2 separate regions of the Ovis aries genome follow, and region 2 is linked to region 1. A link is a contact called in public Hi-C data. All regions are on one chromosome and are shown on one strand. Each heading gives the region's core, a stretch centred on a gene start, on an enhancer-like site or on the middle of the called end of the contact. The rest is flanking DNA. Distances are from core to core; before and after follow the strand shown. Region 1 holds the start of BCL2L11 (BCL2 like 11). Region 2 overlaps LOC114108643 (a long non-coding RNA gene).

Region 1 (4,846 bases), core at 445-2,944:
GTTTGGGGCTCCTCGCGGGCACAGAAGGTTGGTCTCTTTTCCCCGAGTGCCGCGATAGGAGGTTAAGGCGCAGAGTTTGCCTGCGGCCGCCACCTGTTAGCCACTGATGGCAGTTCCAAGCTGCGGACACCCGCGCGCGTCCTTTCCCTCCTGCAGCGAAATCCCGGGGTGGAGCCCGGGGCGCGTCCTCCAGCCCCTCGGCCTCCTTCACCTCGCTCAGGACTCGCGGGAGGATGCGCTGAGAAAACAAACCTGGGGCTGTGCTGTTCATGTTCCGCATTTGCTTATAAAACATAAAAACTGGCCAAGGTGGCTAGACGGCGGGATCATTCCTCGCTGATTTGCTTCTCTGCACCGAGGCACTCATCTGGGGTTCGGGCTAGGGAGGCCCCTAAATTGAGTCTGTAATCCATCTAGCCTGATCTCTCCCGCGGCGGGATGTTCCATCTCCTAACCGATTTGCCCTCCACTACTCCGGCTGCGGGCGTCTCAAAACTAGGGGAGCCCAGGGAAGGGCGGAGGTAGGGATGCGGGATGCGTATTGAAAGGGCCGTAGGCGTGCGGACCACGGCGTTCACAGACTTTGGTCTTCCGGGGAAGGAGTGGAGTGGGGCTTCGGATTCTAAAGACAAGGGGACGGGGACCCGCAGGGAGGAGGAGTAGGGGTATATTGCGCTCTCCCTGCTGCTCTCTACGAGCCCTCCGAGGCTCTCGGCGCTGCCTTCTCTGACCTTAACACGCCAGGGGACCACTCCTGGACGGTTCTCTGAGAGCCCAGCAATTCTCGAGGACCCAACCAAGTGGAGGCACCATCCCATCTCCCATCTGGAGGCCACGACTCTTCCCAGTCCTTTTTTCTTAAAAGGATCTTTAAAGATTTTTTCATTTCCCTATTCCACCTGCTCAGCGTTCACTCCCAGTCTCGCAGCGGGGCTGCGGAAAAACGCATCCGGGGATCGCCCTGGGTCCTTTTCTTATCTCCCCATTACAGGCTTTACCTCTTACCAGGGGAGATTTGGCGCGGTAGAAAAGCTGGATGCAGCTTGGGGTGGCTTTAGAGAGGGCGCCTAAGAGTACCGCGTTAGGCGAGAGAGAGGAAGATGCGCAGTCGGCAGATGGGGGTCCAGCGCGGAGCCCCCTCATCTGGAAGGGAGAAGAACTAAAGAGACACCCCTCTCACCCTTGGATCTGCGCGTTCCCGAGGACCCACCCAGTCTCGGCGCCTGCCCCAGGACAGCTCAGAAGGGAAACTCCCGAGGCAGAGCCAAGGCTCAGGGGCGCCTCTTGAGGCTTTCCGCGGGCGGCAGAGGCCGGGCCTGGCTCAGAGTGTGCCCGGAGCGCCCCCTCTGTTCCACTCGCACGCCTTGGCCACCAGTGAATTGCGGAGGGTGTGGGGAGGAGAGAGTGCACTTTGGGATGGGGGATGGGGGCGCGCAGAGCAGTCCGTAGCCCAAGTCTCCCGGGTAAACACGCCCGGCAGGGGCAGGGCCGGCGGCGCGCGCAGCGGGGAAGTCGGCGGGGACGCCCCCTCCTTTACCTGTCCGAGCCTGCACGCGCGGGCGGCCGCGGCGCCGCGGGGGCGGGGCTTGCCAGCCCGCGCGCCGGGCGGGACTTAGCGGGGGCGGAGCCCACGGTGATTGGGCCCGGACCTGGGGCCACCAGCCTGAGCTGGGCAGCAGAGCCGCGCAGGTTTCACTTCGCTCCGAGCAGCCGCCAGGTCTCGGTCCTGCAGGAGCGCTCTGTCCCACTTCGCCGTCGCCGCCGCGGTCCTCGGATTCTCGCAACCGCCCTGCGCACCCTGCCCTCTGCGGCCAGCACCGTTTCAGGCTGCTTGGGTTAGCCTCGCTCTCGCCGCCGCCGCCGCAGCCGGTGCCACCGCCTCGGTGCCGTTCCCCTGGCCCTCGCCCCCCAATGTCTGACCCTAATTCACGAACTGAGAAACGCAAGGTAAATACTTTCGAGTCCTGGGGAGCAGGCCGGGTACGGATGGAAGATTGCCGCGGGAGCCAGCACGGCGCCACCTCCAGCCCGCTTCCCGCGCACGTGCGGTTAGAGGCGCGCGTCCTCGTCCCGCGTGTTGTCGGGTGGGAGGCGGTCACCGGTGCGGGTCGAGTTCGTGCCGCAGGCAGGGGAGGGTCGTCCGCACTGAGGCTGCGAGCACTTAACGGCTCGGGCGGGGATGCGGCGCACCGGGATGGTGAAGCCTCTCCGGGCCGACTGGGGGAGGCAGCGCGTGCGCCCCGCGCTGACTGGGGAGCTGGGGGCAGCCGCGCCGGACCAGGCTGACCGCCCGCCCGTGAAGTCTCGCCCACCCGCCAGGTCCGACGGGTCCTGAGTAGCGGCCGCGAGATAACCAGCCGGTTTCGCGTCTCGGCTTTTTTTGGGGACGCAGGCTCCTTGTGAAGGATTTATGGAACAGCGACGGTGATTAAACTGACGGGACTCGGCTTTTCTTTTTACTCATTCAGGCCGAAGTTTTGGGCTGCTGCTGCGTTCGTCCTCTCTCTGGGACGTTTTGGGGGTCCTGCCCCGTCTGCGGGCGCTCTGCGGACGATGCCCGACGCAAGATCCACAGACAACCAGAGACAAGAGGGCCTCCCCCGACCGCCGGGGCACGCGGTGGACGAGCCGCTGGCTGTAGGACCGGCCCGGTCCCGTGGGGCCCGATCCTCTTAGCGATTCGGCTGTGCTCACTCGCCGCTCGATCCACTCGCAGTCCTGGCTGGCTGGCTAGCTGCACCGTGCCCTCGGGGGCCTGTTACTCGGGGTTGGCGCAGGTAGTGGAATGCCCACTGGACCCCGGCGATGGGGGTGTGGATATATTTCTTGTCGGTGGTCGCGGATGTGCGCGTCGGTGGCCATTTGGTGCGTGTCCCGTGGCGCATGGGGAGAAAGAGGGAGGAAGTCGGAGGAGGATGGGGGCTTCGGCTGGGGAGAGGGTGGCCTTTAGGGTGCCCACCCCAGCGGGCCTGCACTGGGGTCGGCGGCCGGGGCTGGAGTCTGGGGCCGGCTCTGCGGGTCCTGTTTTGTCTCCAGGTGACCGGCTCTTGGGGGCGGCGGGAGCTGCAGAGGCGGGCGCGGCGCCAGGACTGACGGAGGGGAGGGGCGGGTTTGGCTGGGCAGCCCCGGTCCCAGAGGCCCCGGAAACCTCCGCCGCCGCTCCCGCCGCAGTCAGGGCCCGAGCCGCGTTCGGCGGCGAGTTTGTCAACAATCGCCTCGCCTTCGGCGGCCTGTTGGCAGGCGCCGCCCCCGCCGCCGCCACCGATTGGCTGCGGCTCCGAGCGACCGCGCGAGGGCCAATTGGGAGCGCGGGCACCCGGCGCCGGCGGCGCGGGGAGGTCGGCGGTGCCGGCGGCGGCGGGCGCAGTGCGCGAGGGGAGGAGCGGGAGGAGGCGGAGGATGTTCCCGGCTGCTGCGGCCGGGGCAGCGCGGGCCACAGGCGAGGCGCGCGGAGCCCTCGGCTGCCCGGCGGAGCGCGGCGGCGGCGGGCGGACGGCGATTTGCAGGCTCTGCGCTGCCCGGGGAGCTCAGAGCGCGAGTCTCGGGCTTTGTTTCCCGCGCCGCCTTCGTGTGGACTGTCGGGGGGTTCCAGGTCGGCGAAGGGCGCGGGCTGGGCGCCGCGGGGCCCGGGCTCGGACGCAACTTGGAAGGGAAGGGGCGGACGTGAATTTCGGCCTAATTGCCTTAGAAAGGGAGGGTTTCGGGGGTGCGGGAGCCGCGCGCCCTAATGCCGCTCAGCGTGCGGAGTTACTTATGGATTTGGCTGGGGTCGCCAGGAGCCGGCTTGGGGGACCTTCCTCCCATTCGGAGGTGTGCACCCAACAGCGCGGGTGTACCTCGGAGAAGTTCTGTCGGGTTCGGTGTGGCGCGCTGCCCGCGCCCCCGCCCGCCCCTCACCGCGGGAGGAGGGGCGCGCGGACCAGGAGCGGGAGGGACTGCGGGCGGGCGGAGAGCCGGGGCCGAGCCGAGCCGCGCTGAGTTACAAACTCTATTGTGACGCACTTACTACGACTGACGGCCCTTGCCAAACCTTCCCCAGACTTGCTGTCCTCAGCACTTTCGGCAGAACAATGGGGCCGGAGTGGGGAACGCGGCCAGCCGCCTGCAATCGCTGCATCTGCGCCCGCTCCTGGGCTCCAGTGTTGTATCTGATCCGGGGAAATCAGAGCCCGCGGGGAGTTTCTGACTTATTCTAGTGGGCCCTGGGCAAAGAACACTTGTCAATAGATCTCAGACAAGCAGCCTCTTCTAAAACGTGTGTCTGTGTTACAGCACCGGTTCCAGGAGTAATTGACATTGTTGCTGTTTTGTTTGGTGGCTGGAAGTTTCGTCCCTCTCCCCACTTCACCCCCCACCCCCAAAATGATACCTTTATTTTTAAGGTTATTTCTATTATTTTGGAAGGTCTTATGGAGAACTACTCTATTAGTAATGACTCTAACAATGTTAAAGTATTGGATGTTAATTCTAAGAATTTGTCATGAAGAGGTGAAAGTTTGCCCAGTTAGGTATTCGTTGTAATTGTTACTTTGCTTAAGATAATCCTAGTTTTAATTTTCCTTGCAGAAAAAAAGACCAAATGGCAAAGCAACCTTCCGATGTAAGTTCTGAGTGTGACAGAGAAGGTGGACAATTGCAGCCTGCCGAGAGGCCTCCTCAGCTCAGACCAGGGGCCCCCACCTCTTTACAGACAGAGCGGCAAGGTAATCCTGAAGGAGAAGGGGACCGCTGCCCCCAAGGCAGCCCGCAGGGCCCGCTGGCCCCACCGGCCAGCCCCGGCCCTTTCGCTACCAGATCCCCGCTCTTCATCTTCGTGAGAAGATCCTCCTTGCTGTCTCGGTCCTCC
Region 2 (4,776 bases), core at 2,058-4,557, 360 kb after region 1:
GAGCGAGTGCACTGAACTGAGCTGAAAATATGTGAGTGACCATATGACAGTTCTAACTTGAAATATAATTCTAAACCATATTTTACCTTAGATCTGAAAAGGCCTGATCATACGTAAAAGGCTTAATAGAGGGGGATAAAAAAGGAAAGCTAAAGTTTCCATTTTGATGCAGAACTCAGCAAATATCAACTTGTTTCAATTTTTGAACTCTCTCCTGTTGGGATTGTTATAACAATGTCCTTTTTGATATTGACAAAAAATGGAGGGGAATCAACTATTATTTTTCTCTTTTAAAAGGATTCAGCTCATTGGTATACATACATGAACTACATAAAATACACAATATTTAAATATAGATGAAATATTATTTATACAATAACCAAGCAGACATATGAATAGGTTTCCTAGGAAAACAGGAAATTTTTCTAGAAAAGCAAATTTCTGATTTGGCCCAATTAACTGAAGGCTCTCTGAATTATCTGAAGGGAGAGATTACAGAGTCTATATATTTACATATATTTATAGAAGAGAATGGATCTTTCAGACCAACAATCAAACACCAAAATCTAGAATTACACCATCAAAGTCCTCCACTGTTTCCTTTTTTGGACAAAATCTAATTGCTGGTGGTACACTGCTCGGCGCAAAGTCCGGACAATCGATAAGCCAAGTGAGCCACCTGGCCCCACCAGACCCTAAGACCAAGCTTTATCACACCGTAGGTTTTTGAAATCATCAAGTCACCAGACCACACACTTCACGAAAAGAAAATACCAACATTTAAAACGAAAGCTTTATCGACTTTGGTCTAAAGCTGGTAAGATGACCTTCAGGAGATGTCAAAGTGAAACTGATCAAATTCATTTTCAATCCCTCCTAAAATACAAAATGTCAAAAATATAAATAGGCTGATCAGACTCAGGGTGCCGATGTTCGAAAATGACTCAAACAGCATCGTCAGGGAAAGTCCTGCAATTTCATAACAGGGCCCTTACAAACTGGTTGTTCCACCAGGTTGCATTTGAGGGGTGATCGTGCCCAAACTTGCATGTCTGGATGCCAGAATCTGGAGGGGGCGCTGACCCTCACAGGACTCTGGGGTGGATATTTCACGCCACACACCTCCCTCCACTACCAAATATCGTGACAGAGAGGGAACGAGTGCTTGAAAAATACCTCTGGCTCACAAATGACGGCCAGTCAACTCACATTTGACTGTGAAAGCCACAGTGGGGAGAAGAGGTCTAAACTGGCTAGTGGGGAGGCAGAGGGGTTCTGCTCTAGAACCCTTGGCATCTGTGGGTGAGTAGATTATTTTCTAGTGAGTAAGACTGAGATCAGTGAAAATGCTCAGCGCTGCAGATACGGATTACTTATCTGCTCTCTAACCTCCAAGCCATCTAAGAAAAGACTCAATAAATCAGGAGCCCAAAGAAGCAAAAGCACCCTGATAGGTCCTGCAGAGTATTTTCACCTGACTGCTTTTGAACTGAATTCTAACTGTTTCTGTTCACAGACACTGTAGGGGTCTGGCCTCCTAAGCATTTAGACACTGTTGCTGGGACATTCTCTCTGCTGACAGGGGCTAACTTAGGTGGATACAGTTCTTGACTCTGAACAGAAAATAAAATGTTAAAAATAGCATGAAACCTACTGTACAGCAGGGGAACTCTGCTCAATGTTATTTGGCAATCTGGACAGGAGGGCAGTTTGGGGGAGAATGGAGGCATGGATATGACTTCCTTTGCTGTTCACCTGAATCTATCACAACGTTGTTAATTGGCTATACCCCAATATAAAATTAAAAGTTTAAAAAAAATAACCATAAGAGAGCTGAATACCTATGTACTCAATATAAAATGTGCAATGTCTTAGGGAAAACCACTAACCACCGTATCCAGGAACAGTGATCACTGCCCTCCAAGAAACTGGTTAATCCTGTCAAAATCAGGTTTCTTTGCCCTAAAATGTCCTTCAAACACCAAACTCCACAAGGAGACATTTGTCCCTCTAGAATCTTTCTCCAGAACCAAAGAGAATGTCACACACACACACACACACACATACACACACACACACACACGCACACTCTAGTTCTCCCAAGAGGGCTAAGCCCAGAAAAGACCTCATGGGATTACTAACTGGTGAGATCCTACCAGGTTCAGGGTGAAAGATGGGGTTTATTTCCTCTCTCCCATTTTTTAAATTAAATTTATTTTTTAATTGGAGGAAAATTGCTCTAAAATGTTGTACTGGTTTCTGCCATACAACAACACGAATCAACCACAGTTATACATGTATCACCTCCCTTTCCAGCCTCTCTCCCCTTCCTCCTCATCCCACCCCTCTAGGTCATCACAGAGTGCCAGGCTGGGTCCCCTGCGCTATACAGCAACTTCTTACCAGCTATCTATTTAGCAGATGATGGTACATATATGTCAATGCCACTTTCTCCGTTTGTCCCACCCTCTCCTTCCCCTGCTGTATCTACAAGCCCATTCTCTACATCTGCGTCTCTAGTCCACTTTCCTAGATTCCACATTTATGCGTTGATACACAACATTTGTTTTTCTCTTTCTGCCTTACTTCACTCTGTATAACAGGCTCTACATTCACCCGCTTCACTGCCTCTGACTCACTACCACTCCTCCTCCCATTTTCTGGCATTCACAGCAGCAAGCACTTATTCAAATGGCCTGGGAGCTCCAGCTGCTGGGATCCCTGGGGCGGGGTCTGGGCACTTGGCACTTCCCCCTCTTACCTTGCCCGGGCGCAGGTTCCTGTGAAGGCATACCTATCTTTTCCTTCTAGTTTTTAGCACTGAGTCTCACTTAATGAGTGCAGAAACAGACAAGACAGAGGGGCAGGTCTAGGACACGCAGCGGTCTGCGTGGTGCAGCACCAGCCGTGGTCCAAGCCTGATGATGAGAGCAGGCGCCGGGGAGTTTAGAACGAGCCCCGGGCAGCGGAAGATAACAGCCCGAGCGATGGTGGGGCTCCTCTGTGGGAGGGCTCCCCCGGGCAGGGGCTGGGGCCCTGAGCATGCTCGGGACAGCCTGGCCTGCCTCCCGCTAGCACCCCGATTCTCTCGGCGCCCCTCCCGCAGCTCTGCATCTCTGTGTCTTGCTGGCACCCCCAGCTACAGTGACACCACGGTGGGGGCAAATCCAAAGGCTAGAGGGTCTAAAACTCCAGGCTCTGCAAACCCTCACACAGTATGGGGAAGCCCCGAGAGGCAGAGAAACAAGTACAGGGTTAGAAGAAGCAAGGTGACATTACACTGTGGCTGATGACTGTCCCCCCAAAACCAGAACATCTCAACACCTCCCCTGTCTAGCTTCTGCTTGCCCCAGGGGAGGGTCCCAGACCCCAGTTCACACAGTGCCAGCAATTGCTAAGGGCAGAGGACCTAGGGAGGTGAGGGTTACATTCAGGAGAATTCACTGTTGCCCTTCATCTTATCACAGATCCCGAAACTAACTATTGCCGTGATTATTCAAGTCCCCTTTTGAGAAAAGGAGAACAAGATTCAGGTTTTCTTAACAACTTGTTTCAGTGGCAACAGACCAAGGAGCTGTCTTAAAGACAAACAAAGTTTGCACATTCCTATTAAATTGTTTGCTCTTGGTTCTTTAAAACACACACACATACGCACACACACACCCCACACTCTGTCTCTCTCAGGGACACACACAAACGAATATTCAGGGGAAATGAAGAACCCTCATGTACTCAGGATAAGGAGCAAAGAAAAAAAATTTTTTTTCCATAGGAATGGCCTTACTTTCACATCCTTAAAATTCTACAACCAGGTTCAGAGCAAATAAAGAGGAAACCGCTGAAAAGTCTGAGAGGGCCCCACAGATCTTGAAGGCTGAGGCCTCACTGGGAGGCAGGCAGATGCAGAGCCGGTTCCAGCAGCCCAACAGATTCATTTCTTTTTTAACACCACCACCTACAGGGGCTGCTTTGAATAGGATGGTGCAGTATGGTCCCTAAAGCCTTACAAGAAAAACAACATTCAGAACAATTGCACCACATTTTTTTGAGCTTCCTGTTTATTAGTATTTTATCTAAGAGCAGAACAAAAGTCTGTATAAATGGGGGAAAAGAAAACAAAAGCACTCAGTCTAACATCTTACAATGCACGCACACACACACACAGTATCTTTTCCAAGGCTGTTTCGTGTGGATTTTTTTCCTGGGACCCATTTCAGGTCTTCAAATGCCTTTGGTGGCAGAGGTTAAGAGGAAATGTACCATCTTATAAAAGTTATAAAAGTTACATGTTATTAAACAGTTTTAAGTGGGCTTGTTTTCTGTACCTCTGGATGATGGCATTCATTTCTACACCGGAAGAATTCACGTGTTATCAGCAAGATTTTTGTATTTTGGCAGACATACCCACGAACACAGTGAAAACACAAATGCCACCCACGACATTTATTGCAAAGGTGGGTTGTGTAAGAGTAGGCTGAGGGCGTGGGATCGAGGCGAAGGGTGTCCTGGTTCCCAGGCTCAGAGGTGGACCAAAGGCTGAGATGCCTGTCTCTCCTCAAAGGAACAGGGGGCCCTGAGAAGGTCATTTCAGCTAAGCCATGAGGTCATTACTGAACTATCACTGACTTCTGTGAAGTCTTTCTTCCTTAATTTGGCTACCATGTCGTTCTTTGGGCTCCTACCCTGCCCACATTTTGAACAAGATTCAGGGCCAGTAAAATTGAGGGAATAGAGAACAAACGTCCACAGAGCTAAAAACGTAGGTCTGGTTGGCCA

The links. Hi-C and Micro-C count contacts between places; a contact is called where the count stands out from the background.
Region 2: a contact with region 1 is called in a Hi-C map of omental adipose tissue, with 4 times the contacts expected there. The contact joins the enhancer-like site here to the promoter of BCL2L11 in region 1. A contact is called at or near these places in 10 of 16 Hi-C or Micro-C datasets (blood, hypothalamus, liver and 4 more).

What each region holds. Positions count from the first base shown.
Region 1 is chr3:105,286,952-105,291,797 of ARS-UI_Ramb_v3.0, forward strand. BCL2L11 (BCL2 like 11) reads left to right here and starts at 1,695. Exons shown (of 5, transcript XM_027967120.3): 1 at 1,695-1,947; 2 at 4,567-4,703. The coding sequence starts at 4,580. ACOXL (acyl-CoA oxidase like) reads left to right here. Exons shown (of 20, transcript XR_006059556.1): 20 at 1-27.
Region 2 is chr3:105,642,739-105,647,514 of ARS-UI_Ramb_v3.0, forward strand. All of the region lies in intron 1 of LOC114108643 (a long non-coding RNA gene), which reads right to left. Among named protein-coding and RNA genes, the nearest start is that of TRNAE-UUC, 130 kb to the left of the region's middle. Within about 2 kb of position 3,308, at least 5 of the 54 cell types and tissues checked have an H3K27ac peak or open chromatin away from gene starts, as enhancers often do.